2 separate regions of the Hordeum vulgare genome follow, and region 2 is linked to region 1. A link is a contact called in public Hi-C data. All regions are on one chromosome and are shown on one strand. Each heading gives the region's core, a stretch centred on a gene start, on an enhancer-like site or on the middle of the called end of the contact. The rest is flanking DNA. Distances are from core to core; before and after follow the strand shown.

The links. Hi-C and Micro-C count contacts between places; a contact is called where the count stands out from the background.
Region 2: a Hi-C map of seedling shows a contact between it and region 1, with 6 times the contacts expected there. The contact joins the enhancer-like site here to the promoter of LOC123411276 in region 1. A contact is called at or near these places in 4 of 6 Hi-C or Micro-C datasets (leaf and seedling) and 1 of 1 datasets of contacts at active chromatin or transcription factors (embryo).

Annotation. Positions count from the first base shown.
Region 1 is chr7H:536,311,056-536,314,163 of MorexV3_pseudomolecules_assembly, reverse strand. It overlaps LOC123411276 (NADH dehydrogenase [ubiquinone] 1 beta subcomplex subunit 9), which reads left to right and starts at 1,591. Exons shown (of 5, transcript XM_045104208.1): 1 at 1,591-1,837; 2 at 1,932-1,973; 3 at 2,076-2,157; 4 at 3,099-3,108. The coding sequence starts at 1,712.
Region 2 is chr7H:536,713,618-536,716,820 of MorexV3_pseudomolecules_assembly, reverse strand. No RefSeq gene overlaps it. Among protein-coding and RNA genes, the nearest start is that of LOC123411855, 19 kb to the right of the region's middle. Within about 2 kb of position 1,485, at least 3 of the 3 cell types and tissues checked have open chromatin away from gene starts, as enhancers often do. A contact at or near this core is called in leaf and seedling, where this site is marked.

The DNA of each region.
Region 1 (3,108 bases), core at 342-2,841:
ATTAGTAATTTCGCATTATACCACACCATTTACACGTGTGAACCCTATTTGACACGCAATTCGCCTTTTAGCATGAGCGCATCGTTCCCGTCACATACACACTATGAGCCGGCCCAACTAGCTCCTTTTCGGTTTCACGAACGTTTTTCCATGCCGGTTTTTGTGTGTGTGTGTGTTTTCCTTTCGGCCTTTTTCTGAGTTTCTAATTTTTGTTCTTTCTTCATTTTTTATTTTACTTATTACTTGATAGTTTTTATTTTAACTTTAACTTTCTTTTTCTTCTCTTTTCTCCTTTTCATTAATGTTCAAACTCACAAATATTTTCAGTGTATCATTTTTTAATGAATTTTTGAACATTTATGACAAATCTGATAACATTTTTCTTAACTCATGCACATATTTAAATTTCTCCACATTTTTTTACAAATTCATGAACATTTGTTGAAATTGCAAGAAAACACTGTAACCCGTGAGTATTTTTTGAATCATTGATTGTTTGAAATTTCTGATATTTATAAAAAATCACGAACATTTTTTCGTTTGGAATTTTTTTCTATATTTTTTAAATTTGGGTGTTTTTTTGAAATCCATGACAATTGTTTTAATTCATGAATATATTTTAATGAGTGAAATTTTTTTGAATTGATGAATATTTTTCGTACGGACAATTTTTTTTTCTGTATATTTTTTAAATTTACGAACATTTGTTCAAATGCATTTACAGTGTTCATATGGGCCCATGTATGCGAAATTCTGAGGAGGGGGGAGGGGTGGAGAAAGAATTCATTTTTTCGAGACAAAAGGGAGAAATAAATGGGAGCTCCTATGCAGAACTGCAGGCGCCCGTTAACGATCCGGCACCTAAAGCGCCGCTGGCCTGGGCTGGCCCATTGGAGTGCTGCCCAGTTTTTATTTTTTATTTTTTGTTACGAAATTAAAAATATGAAATCAGAAAAGGTTTACAGATTTACAGAAATAAGGTTCATCCATTTGAAAAAAAGGTCATATCTTTGAAAAAGGTCCATCAATTTTGAAAAAAGTACATCAATTTTAAAAAAAGTTCATTGAAAATGAAAAAATATCGTCAATTTAGGAAAAGTTAATTAGATATTTAAAAAGTTCAATAAATTTGTAAAATGTTCATAAGAATTCAACGAAAGTTCATGTATTTATAAAGAAGTTCGTTGAACTGAAAAAAGTTCATAAATCTTAAAGAAAATCATCCATTTTCAAGAATATGTTCATACAAATTAAAAAATTCATCAGTATTCAAACAATTTCATCAATCTTAAAAATATTCGCTGAAATTAAAAAATGTTCATCAATATTCATATAAATTCATACAATTTTCAAAAAAAGAATCAAACGACGCCTATATGGGCCGGCCCATTCACAAGGCCACAGGCGCCAGTTAACAAAAATGCAAGTTAACTGATGCCTGTGGTGCTAAATAGGAAATGCCGAAATAATTAGTTGGATAGATTTGTAAAACGTTTGTCCGTTGGTGTAGGATTATTGCGTTTAACTCAGTCCTGAGAGGCCGAACTAAAGCCCATGAAGCCCGTGCCGGGGTAGTCGCCCACCCACCGAAGCACTTGGGCTTCCCGATCGGGTCCCTTCCTCCTCCGCTCACCATCCGAATCCACCAACGCAGAGGAGTGGAGAGAGAAACTCCGGAGAAGAAGAAGGAGCGGCTGCGGCGGCGAGGTCGATGTCGACGACGGCGGGGTACCTGGCGCGGCGCGCGGGGCAGAAGGAGCGGGTGCGGCTTCTCTACCGCCGCGCGCTCAAGGACACCCTCAACTGGGCCGTCCACCGCCACCTCTTCTACCAGGATGTGAGCGCCCCTCTCCCCCACCATCCCCCGATCTCCCCGCCCCTTCGCGGATCTGACCCCGTGTTCCCCCCCCCCCCCCCCCCCCCCCGTGCAGGCGTCCGAGCTCAGGGACAAGTTCGAGGCCAACAGAAATGTGGTAAGACTGGCGATTCGCGTCTCCCCCCTTTCTCTACGATTCGCATCTGACGCCGATCCCCGTGGTGTTCTGATGGATTTCCTGTGTGTGTGTGTGTCGCAGGAGAACCTGGACGTGATCGATAGGCTCATCGAGGATGCGGAGGCACAGCAGAGGAACTTCCAGCACCCGGATCCTTACATTGGTAAGCCTTGAAATGGTTTCGCCCTTCGTTCCTGCTGTTGGTGCCTCTGTTTGTGGACGCGATGCTGCGATGTAAATCATGTAGCGTGATACGTGCAGTTGTCTCGGTAGGCTGTTGAACATTAAGTATCCGATCATTCAGTCGGGAATGTTTTTTTAACACTCAGGACCGATGAATTTCTATTGTTTACTGAAGCTGCGAGCTCATGCCTGCATTTTTTTAGTGATTGATTGCTTGCAGACATGTTTTGTCATCACGTAGTTCATCACATTATCATGTTCTTCCATTTTGCTGGTTTGTAAAACTACTTATTAGCTTTCATTTATAGAGGAGTGTCCTCCTCTCTTAAGAAATAATTCAGGTTATCTTAGGGTGCCAATATTTGTTTGAGGCGTGAGCTGTGTTGTTTAGTCTCAACTAACCACTGTAGTGAGTAGTGACATGATCTTCATATCTTAGTCAGTGTTAACCTTCACTGCAAACGTAACATTCTCAAGCCAGAGATGTACAGACTTTTTACATATTCATTTCAGGGGAATGCTAATCTGATTCAGGCCAAATTTTATTTACCATCAGTTTGTTCTTGAGAATAGAGGCTGCTTCAGCTTTATGATACACATTCTGTTCTGCAGAATAGCATTTTTTAGAAAAATAAATAAATAATGTTGTGCATACTTTTGATTCATAATCGATAGTTAATGTGCTTAGGCTTTAGATTAAAGTGAGAAACTGTCACATTTTCAGATGGGTTATTGTCGATACTGTAACATCTTAAGATCATATAACCTGTAACAAACTACTCATGTGCATCCTACATATGCTTTCCTTTGATGCAAATCGCTCTCTTACCTTATGTTACCTGTTCAACGAATGTGATTTGTGGTTTTAATATGCTGTGATTCTTCTGATCAATGGTTTTTGGAATGTATCTATCTCTGCAGTTCCATGGGC
Region 2 (3,203 bases), core at 236-2,735, 400 kb before region 1:
AAGGATCATCTGTCGTTCTCCACTGCACACGCAGCAGTGTATGGTACCATCAGCAAGTGCTACACACAACACACCGTCTGTCCCTGTAAAACCCATCACCCAAAGCGCCCCAATAATACACACCTTTGGCAAGCCAAAGATCTCCCCCAGATGAACCGAACCGGAGATCGAATATCCAAGATCAAGGAAAGGCGTAAACCCGGATCGAAAACGGTCTGATTGCCGCGCTTTTCGCCATCACGAATTATGGGCCAAGGATCGGTGGAGTGAAGGGTTGTCGTTGCTGAGAGCAAAGCTTGGCTTAGCCAGCCAATCAGGCATGATGGTTGCGCTGTCTGCCAGTTGATGGAGTAGCACAGTGGCACTTGGCGGAAACTGATGGATGGCTGAGGGCTCGGAGCTTTTGCTTTCCCAGCTGCAATTATTCTGAAAGGCAAAAATGGATGGATGGATGGATGGCCAGGTCTCATTCCATGCTTAGTCTTTCTCATTATGAGCTCGATCGCTCCTTCTGTCGTGTTATCTGACCGCAACCTTTCTGCGATCTTCCAAATTAAGCCCGAGGATATTCTTTTTCAAGCACGTGGACGTCGGTTTCTAGCACAGAAACACAGCTAGGAGGCTCGTCGCTAGTGAATTTTGCATCTTCAACCTTACTCCATCCATTCTTAAAGTAGATGACACCGTTCTAAAATAGAACAAATTCTGATTTTGCGTAGTTCAATTATGCGGCTTTTAACCAATAGTTTTTGTATGAATATATGTAAGTAAAAAAGTTAAAGTACCCTAGTTTGTTTGTGAGAGTATTTTTCATGTTTGATCTAATATGGTACCATCGAAGGTGAAAAGTTGTCTCTTCTCATCAGACTCGTTTTTTATTTTCTGAGATCTTCTTGGCCATAGTTATCAGCAAGCCAAACAACACCATACTTTCGGACACCATTTATAATACACTCTCTCTTTGTATCTAAAACGTCTTATAGTACTCCATCTGTCTCGAAATAAATGACTCGATTTTATATTAAATTTAATATGAAGTTAACATAAAGTTAAGTCACTTATTTTAAGGCGGATGAAGTATTAGTTTATAGAGGTAGTATCAAAGAAAAAACTATCTTGGTCTCTGTATTGCTGAACTTTCTGTCCTGATAAATTTAGCAAAGGAACGAGGTGCGAGTTGACAACTGAACCTTCTAACAACCGTAGTTAATTGACCATCTTCCGTTGTTACTTACCGTACACAGCTCCAAGGTCTCTATCCGGGACAGAATGTACCCTTTTTCCCCTGTGTTAATTAACCGTACGTCTTCCTTGTGCTGGACGTTTGACCAGCTAATAACAGAGCACAGCTGCAGCCACCGGCAAAAACCTGAGCCGCTGCTTTGTTTCTTTTTCCCGCTTAACTTTTGCTGAATTATTGGGACCAAAGCAAAGCAAAGCGATCGCGAGTGAGTGACCCCAGACCATACTTGATGATGGTTCTTGGTGTGCTTGTTGCCCTCTACTGTCGCACGGTCCAGGATTCTGCTTGTCCTTCCCTCGTACGTACCCTGCTTTAATAATTCATTCAGTGAGGCCAGCCCGGCCGACAAATATCCTATCTAAAATGTAGCATGATCATCAAGATTTCCACGAGTCAATTCACATAAAATAGTAGTACTGCCACCATCGTAGCAGCACAGATTTTCCATAGGACTATTTTTCTGTCTGGCCGACACGAGTTAATAAGGTTTTCACGAGTCAATTCACATAAAATAGCAGTGCTACCATTGTGTAGTACCAGTAGCATAGATATCTATAGAACTGTTTTCTGCCGGGCCGACACTGTTAGAAATCAGGGTTTGTGGTCTATCCCCTATTCCTCTGCGCTTATCCGTGGTGCCGCTCACAATCGCTTGTTTGAGGCTAGGGGGTAGGGACCTTCTTATACTGCGTTTTTAAAGAGTCCACCTCTTTTACAGTTATAAGATTCCTAGTCTTTAAACTAGTTTCCGGATAGAGTCCAGATCAAACTACCAACTACGATATAATTTGTCTGTTAGCGGATCCTATCCGTCGAGTCCCCGAAGCACGCGCTTGTGAGCAACGCGTCATAACAGAGTATAAATTCCTCTAATTATGTAGATCAACATTAGGGTCGTAATCTAATTACCCGGGTAGTCTTTCCAATATATAAAATATATTGTATTCCATTGATAATTGACCAGCTTCCTTAAGCATGCAATACTCAAGTACATTCCAGCAAGAATAATTCCATGCACATAACACATGTATAATTCCATATGAGGTATTTCGAATATTAACGACAATAAGTATTTGAATATAGTTGAAGGACACATAATCCCAACATCTCCCACTTGTCCGAAACAATCATTCAAAATATTCGTAAACCCATAGCCTTAACATGCTTACCAAATACCACCTGACTAAGAGACTTAGTCAAGGGATCAGCAACCATATCAGTACTAGGTATAAATTCTAAAGAAACTGATTTAAGTCTATTAACTATATCACGTATATAGTGATACCTTCCCTCAATATGTTTGATCTTGCTGTGGAACTTGGGACATCTGGAAACCTTTATCGCAGCCTGATTATGACAATACACGACCACTGGTTTGCTAGCACTATCAACAATCTTCAAAGTCAAAAAAAATTCCTTCAACCACACTGCCTCTTTCACAGCTTCTGATGCAGCAATATACTCGGCCTCCATGGAAGACAAAGCCACTGAATCTTGTTTCTTACTACACCAAGATATAGCACCACCAACCAATGTAAATAGATACCCAGATGTAGACTTCCGGTCGTCTAGATCACCCTGCCAATCAGCATCAGTATAGCCCTGCAGCTGTAGATCCTTTTGGTTAAAACAGAGTGAATAATCCAGTGTTGCTTGAACATAACGAAGAGCATGTTTAATTTGATTCCAATGCCCAATTCCTGGATTCGTTTGATATCTACTCAACAGTCCAACCGTATAGCACAAATCAGGGCGTGTGAATAACATGGCATACATTAAAGATCCCAAAGCAGAAGCATATGGAGTCTTCTCCATTTTCTCCCTTTCCTCAGGAGTTTTAGGACACATACCCTCACTGAGTTTAGTTCCTACAGCCATAGGCACTAAAGCAGGCTTGCAGTTTTCCATAGAGAAACGTTTAAGAACAGATTTTAAATAATTCCTTTGAGACAAACCCAAA